Regions from separate parts of the Macaca mulatta genome. Here region 2 is linked to region 1. Evidence: chromatin contacts called from public Hi-C data. All regions are on one chromosome and are shown on one strand. Each heading gives the region's core, a stretch centred on a gene start, on an enhancer-like site or on the middle of the called end of the contact. The rest is flanking DNA. Distances are from core to core; before and after follow the strand shown.

Region 1 (6,483 bases), core at 1,020-3,519:
ACAAGTTCCAAATATTACGTTCTTCCAGGGACCCCCCTCTCTTCCCACTGGTCCACTTGACCAAGGAAACATGGGAAAAGAGTAGCTGGAGAAGGAGACACACTGGGAGGAAGGGCTCTAACGGCTATCTACAGTTTGAATGAGGACATCCCCTTTGCATGTGCCCCAAATTCCTTGCCCTTTCACTGGCTCAGCCACCATCACCTAGCTAAGTACACCTGTTCGCCACCACTCACACCTAGGTTCAGTCAGGGCAAAAAACAACACGTGCCCCAGAAACTGGGGCAGCCAGGCCAGTCTTGACCCCTTCTAGTCTTGAATCACCCTCCCACCAAAATCTGCTTTGGAAATTACTGCCTAGGTCAGACCAAGGAAAAACAGGACAAGAAAGGTCTCTTATTTATTTTTTGAGATGGAGTCTCACTCTGTCACCCAGGATGGAGTGCTATGGCGAGATCTTGGTCTACTGCAACCTCCACCTCCCAGGTTCAAGCGATTCTCCTGCCTCAGCCTCCCAAGTAGCTGGAATTACAGGCCCCTGCCACCACACTCGGCTAATTTTTTTGAATTTTTAGTAGAGATGGTCTCTACTAAAACAGCCATGTTGGCCAGGCTGTTCTTGAATTCCTGACCTCAGGTGATCTGCCTGCCTCAGCCTCCCAAGTGATGGGATTACAGGCATGAGCCCCCACACCCAGACGGAAGGTCTTTTAGAAAGACCAGAAACTCCAATCCATACCATTAAGAACCAAGACTGCTCCTTCCTAGAAGTATCTTACACTCATCCACAGACCAAAGCCTCTGGTCATCAGGAGGAAAATTAACTCTCTTTCACCTCTCCTGGGCTCTGGGACCAGCCCCCTGTCTGAGAATCACTGGGCAGAAGAGCGTGGAATGGAGGTAGAATTGGATTCTATTTCAGGAATGAACCACCCGAACCACAGGGGGAGGCACTCCCGCCAGGTTAGCAGCTCCCACAAATGGGAGTTCTAACTCCAGCCCTGCCCCTCACTAGTTGTGCCACCTACAGTAATTCACCTCATCTCTCTCTTGGCCAATTTCCTCCTCTGTAAATCGGGAATCCCAGTACCTCTCCCAACCTCACGGAGGAGCGTTAAGGACTTTAAGATGTCTTTAAAACGTGTGGGACAAGGCCTGACGAAGATTAAAACGCTAGCAACTCATAACCCCTAAATCCCAGAAAACCCTGCAAATGGGCTGCACTGGAAGACTTCAAGATCTTGGAAGGAGTGGGGACTGGGCCCCACTCCAAAAGCAACGACTAGTGTTTTCGGAGGGAGTGATTACAAGGGATCGAAATTCCAGCACGGCCAGGGAACAGTTTCGTTTATCAAATCCTCGGTACCCAATGAATCCCCGGAACTTGTGATAGTTTCAAAGCTTCGCTCAACTCCTAAAAGGCTGAAAGTTCATTTAACAAATCCTCTTCCCATTTTCAATGTCTACAAAAATAACGGAGATACTCTGTTCTAATATTTAAACTAAACACATCCATTGCTGTATAGAAACAAGGCTGGGCCTCAGAGATTAAGCTGCCATCGGACGTAATTCCCCACTCCAGAGGACAAGGCCGCCGCCCACCCGTTCCCGCTCACGAGGCGCTCCCCCAACCGCCCACGAGGCCGGGCGGGAGAACTGCGCCTGCGCATGGGGCCAGCGAAGAAAAGGGGAAAAAAACCGGCCGGGCCTCGTGCCCGGCCCCCACACGCCAGCCCGCGGCGCCTGCGCCCTGGGCCGCTCGCCTCACGAGCTACTTCCTCCGCGCCCCCCCGCCCCAGCTCCGGACCGCGCGCACGCGCAGGCGCCTGTCCTCGCGCAAACCCCGCCGTTTGCCCAACGGCCGCCCCTCCCCCACACCGTCAACGGCGCGATGGCCTGAGCGCGTGCGCAGAAGCCCCCTAAAAAAATAAAATGCCCTCAAGGTGGGAAATTGTCCCGCACTTTCCGGCCTTCCCGGCTCCTAGGGCCCTGGCCTCACCCCGCCGCCGCCGCCGCCCGCCGCCCCGGCTCCTCCACCGCCACCGCCGCCGCCTCCGTGCTGGTCGCCGGCGTTGTCAGTCTTGAGCCGCTTAGGGGCCCGGCCGCCCTCACTGCCGCCGCCGTAGTAGCGGCCACCGCCGCCTCCGCCGCCCGCCGCCGCCATCTTCACCATCGCTCCCGACCGCCTCCGCTGCTCGTCCGGCTGCTGCCTCTGCTCCAGCCGCCGACGCCGCTTCTCCGCCCGGGGCAGCAGCCTCCGCGACATGGCGGCGCAGAACCCGCCTCCCCCCGCCTCTCATTGGGGGAGGGACACGCCCGTCACCCGCCGCCCCCACCCGATAGGGGGAGCCACTGGTCCCGCCGCGGGGGAAGGGTAGGCCTCCACACGCCTTGCGCGCTTATTGGACATTGCCCACGCCGTTCTGCAGGAGGGCCCGCCCTTGTTTGTCTGAGACACTCTTTATAGGTGATCGCTTTCTGCCAATCATTCCGTCGACCCCGCCGCCTTAAAATAAAATCCAATTTCATAGGTCGGATTTCTGGCGCGGGTGGCCTCCCTAAAAGCACCTGATAGGAGCGGCGCTCTAAACCTCCCAAGAATCCCCGCCTCCCTCCCACTTTCATTGGTCTCTTCGCTAATCCGTCAGTACCCAGTCACAAAGACTACCTTCCCGCGCCACTTCGCAAGGAGACAAGGAAGCCCCGCCCTTTTTTGGTCTCTCTCCAGTGGTTACTACAGATGCCCATTCTTCTGCGTCTCCATTGATTGGTCAATGGAGAGTGGAGCGCACCCTCTCACTAGATGGTAGGACTACTGATACGCTCTGATTGGATAAAATGGGGAGCCCCACCCCAGGGTAGGCGCTCTTTGGTGCGGTCTACGAAACCAGCGAAGGCGAGAAGGCATGCGCAAATATGCTTTCAGGCACCGCCCAGAGGCGGGGCCACCCCTCTAGAGAGTGACGGCCTGGAATACTCGGAGTATTTACCGAGCGGCCACTGTGTGTGCGCCGGAAGGCTAGACCAAGATTGACAGGAACTCCCAGGGTATCTCTGTCGCCATCACTATACCCTGTTCCTCTCTACCTCTAGGAAGAATTCTTAAAATCCCAAATCTGAGCCTTTTCCTCAGTATAAAACCACTCGCTGCTGCCGACTGTCTTCGGACCCTATCCAGTTCTAAATTCAGCCGCAACGCCTTTCGGTTTCCCTTGGGAGAAGGCTCTTCCGAGCACTCTCGATCTGTGCCCGTGCAGTCCCTTCCACCTGGGATAGTCCCTCCACTACCCCTCCTGCAGGAGCTAAGGGCCAAGTCATCTAGTCTGTGCGATCTAAATTCACAGGCCCCTGCCATCCCAGACCCCCAGCCGTAACTCGGGCCAGTGATTTTTACCTGACAGCTCGACCCCTATGAGCACCACAGGAGGCCCTGGCCCCGACCTTGGAGAGGGTGGCCACCTACCAAGCGCCCAGTGCAAGCCCCCTGCACAGGGGAGGCGTTCTTGTGATCTGTGCTTGCGTCAGACCTTTCTTCCTCAAGGGCGGGGTAAGACCACCCGCACTGCCCCGAGAGAATGTCGGAGGGTATCTCGACTCCAACTAAACACAACTGGCGAAGCCTGGGGGTGGGGGAGACAAGCGCCCCAGTTATCACGCGCAAGCGGAGGGGTCAAACGGGGATTAACCCGGGATCCTGTCCTACGGAACATAACATTATGGGGCTGCCCGCGCCGGGTTGGCGGGGGGAACACCTTATCGAAGCTATTGGCAAGTGACGATGTCGCCAAAGGGGGAAAAGAATAGCGAAGCTAGCGTCGTGAGAAATGCGGGGGGCGCCTCAAAAGTGCTCCAGGACCTTTCCGCCTGGCTGATGGGGGCTTTCGAGTTGAGGTCCGGGTGGAAACTAAGTTTGAAATGGAGGCCGTGTGTGGTGGCTCACACCTGTAATCCCAGCACTTGGGGAGGCCAAGGCGGGAGGCTCGCTTGAGCCCCGGGGTTCGAGGTTGCAGTGAGCCGTGATGGCGCTCCTGCACTCCAGCCTGGGCGACGGAGCGAAACCCAATCTCAGAAAAAATGGGGTCTATGGCAATACAAGAGGGGGACAGGCGTGGTGGCTCTGCTGGCGAGGGAAAATAAAGATGGGGGAGGGGGCCCTGCTGGGGACCTCGGTCAGCTCTCCCGGACGCCGGGAAGATCCGAACACGCTGACTGAACAGAGACGGAGGCGGGGCAGCGTCTGAAGCACGTGACCCGCGTGACGGGAGAAGGCGGGGCCGGTCGCGACGAAGGGCGGGGTCGCTCGGTCCCAACGTCAGAGGAATGCGGTGGGGGGAGGGGGAGAGAGGGGGCCCCTCCCCTCCCCGCCCCCGCGCCCGGCCCGGACGCCCCTCGCGCCGGCGCGCACGGCCGGAGCGCGGCGGTACGGTGTCCCCTGCGCCGCACGTTCCAGGCCGCCCGGCCGGCCTGGTGACCCGCAACCCCAGCGCTCCCGGCCGCCGCCCCGCCCCCACCCCGCTGCTCGGACCCCGGCCCCTGGTCGCGCGCGGCGCCGCCCGCCAGTGCCCCGGTCACCCTCCCGCACCCCTCGCCCCCAGCCCCTACCAGCTCGGCGGCGAGCCTGACCGGCCGTCCCGGATCGAAAAGAGCAGACACTGGGAAGTTTTGGGAGAGGGAGGGGCGGGCCTTAAAGGGACCACGACCTTTTTTCAGCCCCGTGGGAGGAAGAAAAATTGGGGGCAGGGGGCGCGGGAGCGGGGACACGGTAGGAGACCGAGGGTCGCCCCGCGGGGGAATGGAGGAAATCAGGCAAGAAAGGAGCGGGAAGACCTTGGAGCCGCGGCGTTCGGGCTCCGCGTCCCTTTTCCCCAAAAATCCACCCCCGCCCCCCGCAGACGGAAAGTCACGCAGTTGTTTGAGACTCGCGCATCTTTCCTCCTGGTCAGGCAAGTGTTGTTTTGGCTGAGGCAAGTGTTTGGGGTGTACATTGCTCACATAAGGAAATGGGCTGAAGGGGCGCAAGTGACTAACCCAGGATGCCACAGCTTGCAAGTGGCATGGCGGGGCTGGTCTGACGCCGGAGCAGACGCATCACCACTGCACTGCAAGGCCTATTAGGGTGATGGGGTAGGCTGTAGAGTTGGGGGGTTCAGAGCAGGGGACTGGAGCCACCCTACCGGGGTTCCAACGTGGAAGCTGCATTTACTGTCTGTGGCCTTAGGAAAGTAACTTAGCCTTCCTCATCCGTTGGGATGGCGGTAGCAGCTTTGTCTGGATGGTCATGAGGAATGCAGAGAATGGAAACGGGACCTTAGAGGCCTACCCGCATTTCACAGTTGAAGTAAAAATGACCCAGAGGGTGGAAGAACCACGGAAAATTACCACAGCTGGGCAGCCTCTGAAAGAGCAAGTCGCTCCCGTTCTTAATCCACACAAAGCTTAATCTGACCCTTGCAGATCCCTGTAAACCCATGCCAGCCGGGCACGGTGGCTTCCCCTGTAATCCCAGCACTTGGGAGGCCGAGGTGGGCAGATGGCTTGAGGCCAGGAGCTCGTGACCAGCTTGGGCAACATGGCGAAACCTTCTCGCTACATAAAATACAAAAAATTAGCTGGGTATGGTGGCGTGCAACTGTATTCCCAGCTACTGAGGAGGCTGAGGCGGAAGGATCACTTGAGCCTAAGAGGTGGAGGCTGGCAAAGCGAGACCCTGTCTCAGAAACAAACGACACCAAAAAAAAAAAAAAAAAAAAAAAAAAAAAAAAAAGACTGGGCACCGTGGCTCACGCCTGTAATCGTAGCACTTTGGGAGGCCGAGGCAGGAGAATCACTTGAGGTCAGGGGTTTGAGACCAGCCTGGCCAACATGGCGAAACCCGGTCTCTACTTAAAATACAAAAATGAGGCTGGTGTGGTGGCAGCCGCCTGTAATCCCAGCTACTCAGAATGCCGAGGCAGGAGAATTGCTTGAACCCCTGAGGTGGAGGTTGCAGTGAGCCGAGATTGTGTGTGCCACTGCACTCCAGCCTGGGCAACAGAGTGAGACTCTGTCTCAAAAAAAGCCGGGTGCGGTGGCTCACGCCTGTAATCCCAACACTTTGGGAGGCCGAGGCGAGCCAATCACCAGGTCAGGAGATTGAGACCATCCTGGATAAAACGGTGAAACCCTCTCTCTACTAAAAAAAAATACATAAAATTAGCCGGGCGTGTTGGCGGGTGCCTGTAGTCCCAGCTACTCGGGAGGCTGAGGCAGGAGAATAGCGTGAACCCGGGAGGCGGAGTTTGCAGTGAACCGAGATCATGCCACTGCACTCCAGCCTGGGCGACCGAGCCTGGGCGACGGAGCAAGATTCCGCCTTAAATAAATAAATAAATAAATAAATATAATGCTGCTGTGAACATTCCTAGTGATATCTTCTTGTGTCCATGTGTGAGAGTTCTCAGGGCATGTAGGTAGGAGTGGGATTGCTGGGTCACCTAACATTTT
Region 2 (6,752 bases), core at 1,092-3,591, 54 kb after region 1:
ATCCTTCCCCAACTCAGCCTCATGAGTAGCTGGCACTACAGGCATGTACCACTGCACATGGCTAACTTTTAGATTTTTTGGGGCCTCCCTACGTTGCCCAGACTGGTCTGGAACTTCTAGGCTCAAGCGATCCTCCTACCTCAGCCTCCCAAAGTACTGGTATTACAAGCATGAGCCACTGTGTCTGGCCTGAGTTACTTTCTTTCTTTTTTACTTTTTAGAGAAAGGGTCTTGCTGTTTTACCCTGGAGTGCAACGATGCAATCATAGCTCACTGCAGCCTCAAACTCCTGGGCTCAAGCGATCCTCACGCCTCAGCCTCCTGAGTTATTGGAATTACGGGCATAAGCCACTGCACCTGGCCCCCTGAGTTACTTTTATCATCACACTGTGAGATAATTTTTTCCCATCACTTGTCCACGAGATCTGTGCGTTCCAAGACCAAATGGGATACCTGTCTCTTCCAGGCCCAGGACAAATTTGGTTCAGAAGGGATGGCAGGCAGTGGCGAGGAAGGAGGAAAGTTTGGGAGGGCAGGCCTGGACTTGAGGCTGGAAACGCTTCTCTGACAATCCCCAGAATCCGCCTTTCCCCAGAAAGCTGCACTGGGTGGTGTGAGGGATTGGGGCAATGAGCCGAGGGCCGTGGGGTGACTGTCTCCCCTTTGCCACCTCCCCCCCTGCGGGCTGTGGAACAAGTCCATCTCTCTCCTCCCCTCCACCCTTTCGCCCATCTCACCTGAGCCTCCTGCACCTTCCCTGCCTGGGTCTCCAGAGGGTGAGAGGCTGAGGGAGGGGAGCAGAGGTGGTTACAGTGGGGAGAATGATTAAGTGGGGAATAAAGGGATTCAAATGGTCAGTGAGGGGCCAGAACACCCACCAACCGAGTTACACTGGGATGGGATGGTGGTAAAAATGGAGCACGGGGAGGGAGGGGGCGGAGAAAAAATCTTATCAGCATGCAAAGTGATGCCAGGAGAGGTGATTAGTGAGGGGCAGAGAGGCTGGAGAGGAAGATTTAGAAGGAGAGGGAGAAAGTAGGGGCTTTTGCCCAGGCTGATCTTGAACTCCTGGGCTCAAGCGATCCAACCACCTTGGCCTCTCAAAGTACTGGGGTTACAAGCATGAGCCATTGTGTCTGGCCCTGACTTACTTTCTTTCTTTTTTACTTTTTAGAGAAAGGGTCTCGCTCATGTCACCCAGGCTGGAGTGCAATGGTGCGATCATAGCTCACTGCAGCCTCAAACTCCTGGGCTCAAGCGATCCTCCTCCTCCTACCTAAGGGATTCAGGGCATGAAGGAACACTCAGGAGGAGTTAGGAAGGACACGACAGTGTGTCAGTGTGTGTGCGGGAAGGGTTAGATTTACAAGGCAGAGGGAAGTTTAGAAAGGAAGAGAGAAGGGAAGGGACGCTTTGGCTGGGAGGCAGGTTTAGGAGGGAGGTGCAGTGGTGCAGTGGAGGCGGTAGGTTTAGGAGAGGCGCGGAACAAGGGGAAGCCATAGAAGGGGACAGCAGGGGTCCCTCAGCATCCTCTGGTTGCCTCTAACAATCAGGTACCCTTAGCAGCCGGGACCGGGGCAACTTATGTTCTTTGCAGCGAGGGTCCTTAGCAACCAAGGTGTGAGAAACACGCGATCATTGGCAACTTGGCAAGTGGATGTGGTAAACGAACCCTGAACACCCTGCGACCCAGAAACCCACCAGCCTGGCGATATAGATCGCTTAGCAACAACCCTCAGAACCCCACTCCCCGAGGCGCTCCCTACTTCCCGCCCCACTGCGGCCGCCCTTGGGCCCCGGGGCCTGCAGCCTTCAATCAGGCCCCGGCGCGGCCCGACCCTCCCACCCGGATTCCCGACTCACGGTCCGGCTCTGCCATGGGCGCGGTGCTGAAGCCCTCGAGGCTGTCACCGACCGCTCTGTCCCGTCACCGACCACTGTGTCCCGTCACCGACGGCTCTGTCCTGTCACCGACTGCTCTGTCCCGTGACGGCACCAGAAATGGGAGTGGCCGGGATAGGGCACTGAACTACAACTCCCAGCAGACATTGCGGCCGCAGACGCGCTTTCCTACGACACCCGGAGCGCCCCAGTTAGGTAAGAAAGCGCGCGAGGACCGGACTACGAGTCCCAGAAGTCATGGCGTCAGCAGCCATGTTGGTAAAGGGCGCCCGGAAAATGTGGGAACGGCTAGAGAGTCGTAGTCCTCTCGAATACTCTGATTGGTCAGCATGCGGCACGGGGGCGGGGTGTGAGCGATTCAGCATATTATCATTGGATGAATCAGGGGGCGTGGTGGGGAATTTCCCGCAGGGCGGAAGCGCCAGAACTCCCGGCAAAGCCCAGCTACAGGCGGGCCACTGCGAGGGGCCCCTGAGGTGGCGGGGGCCATGGCTGGGGTCGCGTGCTTGGGAAAAGCTGCCGACGCAGATGAATGGTGCGACAGCGGCCTCGGCTCCCTGGGTCCGGACGCAGCGGCCCCCGGAGGACCGGGATTGGGCGCGGAGCTGGGCCCGGGGCTGTCGTGGGCTCCCCTCGTCTTCGGCTACGTCACTGAGGATGGGGACACGTGAGTGAACTTTAGGCTGCCAAACGGAGCCTTAGGACCCGGCATCTGATTCCCCATTAGTGTCTGATCCCTGAGGCTTCCTAACCTCACACTCCTAAATCTGACTTCCGATGCTGAACTTCCTGACCTCTAACCCCCGAGTCCTAACTTTTAACAAAACCAATCTTCTTTCCAGCTATGATCCTCACCCAATCATTTCTGACCTTTTCCTGAACTATGATTCTCAGCTCCTGGAATCCACGTTGTATCCACTGATACCCAAACCTGACTCCAGTCCTGAGACTTTTGTTAGAACTGTGGCTTCTCCTGACTTCTAACCTCCAAATATGATCTTTGATTCTTAGTTCCTGATTTGAGCCTTAAAGTTTGATTTCCAAAATTAATGCTTGGTCCCTTACTCTAAGATCCTGTCATCTGAGCAGTGTTCTTCAAATCTTAAATTCAAAGAGAGAGAATGTAAGCTCTTCTATGTTGAATTCCTAATTAAAGTAAAAAAAAAAAAAAAAGGAAAATAGAAAAAAAGAATGTAAGCTCCACGAGACCAAGGATCCATCTGTTAAACAAATATTCTTTACACAGTACAACATTCCAGGCTCCGTTTTAGGTGCTAGTGATAAAGGCAGTGGAGAAAACAGACAAAAACTTAAGCGCTTGTGGAGCATACATTTTAGTGGAACTAAATAAACAGATAAGACCGCAAGGAAGGAAAGAAACAGAAAGACAGGAAGAAACAAAGAAAGACACGCAGAAAGAAAGAAACATAGAAAGTAAGAGAAGGAAATAAAGTCAGAGGTAGTAAGTACTTTGGAGAAAAATAAAGCAGGAAAATGAGGCAATAGATAAACAGGATAAGAGCATTTCAGGGAGAAGGAACTGCAGTTGCAAAGCCCAGATGAGGGACTGTACTGGGTTTTTTGTCTGTTGTGTTTTCTGCTGTATGCCCAGTGATGCAAGCAGTGCCTGACCCAGGAGGCACTGAAGAAATATTTATCTTTTCAAAGAACCAGCTTTATAATCTTGTTAATTTTCATTACATTTCATTACTTAATTTTGGTTTCTTTTTTTTTTTTTTTTTTTTTTACTTTTTATATAATTAGTCTCTGTCCTGGCTTTTTTTTTGAGACAGAGTCTCGCTCTGTCGCCCAGGCTGGAGTGCAGTGGCCGGATCTCAGCTCACTGCAAGCTCCGCCTGCCGGGTTTAAGCCATTCTCCTGCCTCAGCCTCCCGAGTAGCTGGGACTACAGGTGCCCGCCACCTCGCCTGGCTAGTTTTTTTTTTTTTTAGTAGAGACAGGGTTTCACTGTGTTAGCCAGGATGGTTTCGATCTCCTGACCTCGTGATCCGCCATCTCGGCCTCCCAAAGTGCTGGGATTACAGGCTTGAGCCACCGCGCCCGGCCGGTTTTTTTGTTTTGTTTTGTTTTGTTTTTTGAAATGGAGTTTCACTCTGTCGCCCAGGCTGGAGTGCAGTGGCACCATGTTGACTCACTGCAACCTCCATCTCCTGGGTTCAAGCAATTCTCCTGCCTCAACCTCCCCAGTAGCTGGGATTACAGGTGCCCACCACCATGCCTGGCTAATTTTTGTGTTTTTAGTAGAGATGGGGTTTCACCATGTTGGCCAGGCTGGTCTCAAACTCCTGACCCCGTGATCTGCCTGCCTCAGCCTCCCAAAGTGCTGGGATTGCAGGCATGAGCCACCATGCCAGGCTGTTCTGACTTTTATTATGTTCATTCTTCTGCTTACTTTGGCTTTAATTTGTTCTTCTTTTTGTAGTTTCTTAAGGTGAAAGTTGAGATCATTGATTTGAGACCTTTCTTTTTTCCTCTTTTCCAGTATAGGTATTGAGTGCTATAAATTTGCTCCTGACTATTGTTTAGCAATATTGTTTTAGCAATATCTCTCAAATTCTGGTATGTTGTGTTTTTATTTTCATTTAATTCAGTATGCTTTATTATTTTTTTGAGTTGGAGTCCACTCTGTTCCCCAGGCTGGAGTGCAGTGGCACAGTTTCCGTTCACTGCAACCTTGTCCTCCTGGGTTCAAGTGATTCTCTTGCCTCAGCCTCCCGAGTAGTTGGGATTACAGGGGGGTGCCACCACCCCCGGATAAGTTTTGTAATTTTTTTGGTAGAGACAGGGTTTCACCATGTTGGCCAGGCTGGTCTCAAACTCCTTACCTCAAATGATCTGCCCACCTTGGCCTCCCAAAGTGCTGGGATTACAGGCATGAGCCACCACACCCGGCCTAATTCAGTATTTTTTTTCTTTTTCTTTTTTTTTTGAGACTGGAGTCTTGCTCTGTCACCAAAGCTGTAGTACAGTGGAATGATCTCAGCTTGCTGCAACCTCTGCCTCCCAGGTTCAAGCAATTCTCATGTTTCAGCCTTCCGCGTAGCAGGGATTACAGGCATGCACCACCACATCCGGCTAATTTTTGTGCTTTTAGCAGAGATGGGATTTCACCATGTTGGCCAGGCTGGTCTGGAACTCCTGACTTAAAGTGATCCACCCACCTCGGCCTCCCAACGTGGTGGGATTACAGGTGTGAGCCACCACACCCGGCCTAAAAATATTTGTATTTCTGTCTGTCTGTCTATCTATCTATCATCTGTCTCTCTCTCTCTCTCTCTCTCTATCTCTATCTATCTCTGTCTATCTCTGTCTATCTATCTACCTACCTACCTGCCTGCCTGCCTGCCTGCCTGCCTATTGACAGGGTCTTACCTAGGCTGGATACAGTGTCTCAATCATGGCTTACTGCAGTCTTGAACTCCTACCAAGCCATCCCCCTACCCCAGCCTCCCAAGTAGCTAGGACTACAGGTTTGCTCCACCATGTCTGGGTAATTTATTTATATCTAAAGGGTGTTTCTTGTAGACCATGTATAATTGGGTTTTGCTTTCTTTTTAATAGAGACAGGATCTTGCTATGTTGCCCAGGCTTATCTTGAATGCCTGGGCTCAAGCAATCCACCTGCCTCAGCCTCCTAAAGTGCTAGGATTATAGGCATGAGCCACCACCCCTGGCCTTTGCTTTTTTATTCAATCTAACAATCTCTACCCTTTTTTTTTTTTTGAGGCAAGGTCTTGCTCTGTCACCCAGGCTGGAGTGCAGTGGCATGATCATGGCCTACTGTAGCCATGACCTCCTGGCTCAAGTGATCCTTGCACCTCAGCCTCCTGAGTAGCTAGGACCACAGGCACATGCCACCATGCCTGGCAAACTTTTAAATTTTTTTGTAGAGACAGGGTCCCCCTGTGTTCTCAAACTCTTTTTTTTTTTTTTTTTTTTTTGAGACACGGTCTCATTCTGTCACCCAGGCTAGAGTGTAGTGGCACTGTCTCTGCTCGCTGAAACCTCTGCCTCCGGGGTTCAAGCAGTTCTACTGCCTCAGCCTCCTAAATTTGGGATTACAGGCGTGTGCCACCACACCTGGCTAATTTTTGTATTTTTAGTAGCAACAGCAGTTTCACCATGTTGGCCAGGCTGGTCTCGAACTTCTGACCTCAGGTGATCCACCCGCTGTGGCCTCTCAGAGTGCTGGGATTACAGGTGTGAGCCGCTGTGTGCAGCCGTGGTCTTAAACTCTTGAGCTCAAGCAATCTTCCCACCTTGGTCTCCCAAAGCGCTGGATACAAGGATGAACCACTGTGCCCAGCCAGTCTCTGCCTTTTAATTAGTGTTTAGACCATTTACATTTAATTTGATATTGATATGATTGTGTAAATTTATCCCATTTCTATTATATATATTCTATTTATCTATGTTTTCTTTTTCCTCCTTTTTGCCTTTTATTGGGTATAGTTTTTGTTACTTTTTTTCAATCCTGCTCCTTCTGAATAGTGTTTTTCATTTTTTTTTTTGTTTGCTTATTGGATATTCCTCTTTTTGTTATGTTAGTGGTTGCTTTAAGGTGGGGGTTGGCAAACTATGGCCTCCAGGCAAAATCTAGCCAGCCATCTGCTTTTGTATGGTTATGAGCTAAGAATGGTCTTTACATTTTTAAACAGTTTCTAAAAATCAAAAGAAGGATAATGTTATATGGCAAGTGAAAATATATAAAATTCATATTTCAAGCTCCATAAATAAAGTTCTTTTGGAATGCAAGCAAGCTCATTCATTTACATACTGACACAGCAGAGTCGAGTAGTCAAAATAAACCATATGACTGCTGGGCTTAGT

What was found. A called contact is a pair of places that touch in the nucleus more often than the background predicts.
Region 2: a contact with region 1 is called in a Hi-C map of liver, with 1.7 times the contacts expected there. The contact joins the promoter of NFKBIB here to the promoter of HNRNPL in region 1. A contact is called at or near these places in 3 of 14 Hi-C or Micro-C datasets (cortical neurons, fetal cortex germinal zone and liver).

What each region holds. Positions count from the first base shown.
Region 1 is chr19:49,939,566-49,946,048 of T2T-MMU8v2.0, forward strand. HNRNPL (heterogeneous nuclear ribonucleoprotein L) reads right to left here and starts at 2,270. Exons shown (of 13, transcript NM_001266000.1): 1 at 2,000-2,270. The coding sequence starts at 2,266. LOC144337484 (a long non-coding RNA gene) reads left to right here and starts at 4,816. Exons shown (of 2, transcript XR_013410669.1): 1 at 4,816-4,943.
Region 2 is chr19:49,993,350-50,000,101 of T2T-MMU8v2.0, forward strand. It overlaps NFKBIB (NFKB inhibitor beta), which reads left to right and starts at 2,342. Exons shown (of 6, transcript NM_001258157.1): 1 at 2,342-2,569. The coding sequence starts at 2,391. It overlaps SIRT2 (sirtuin 2), which reads right to left and starts at 2,018. Exons shown (of 13, transcript XM_077982711.1): 1 at 1,864-2,018.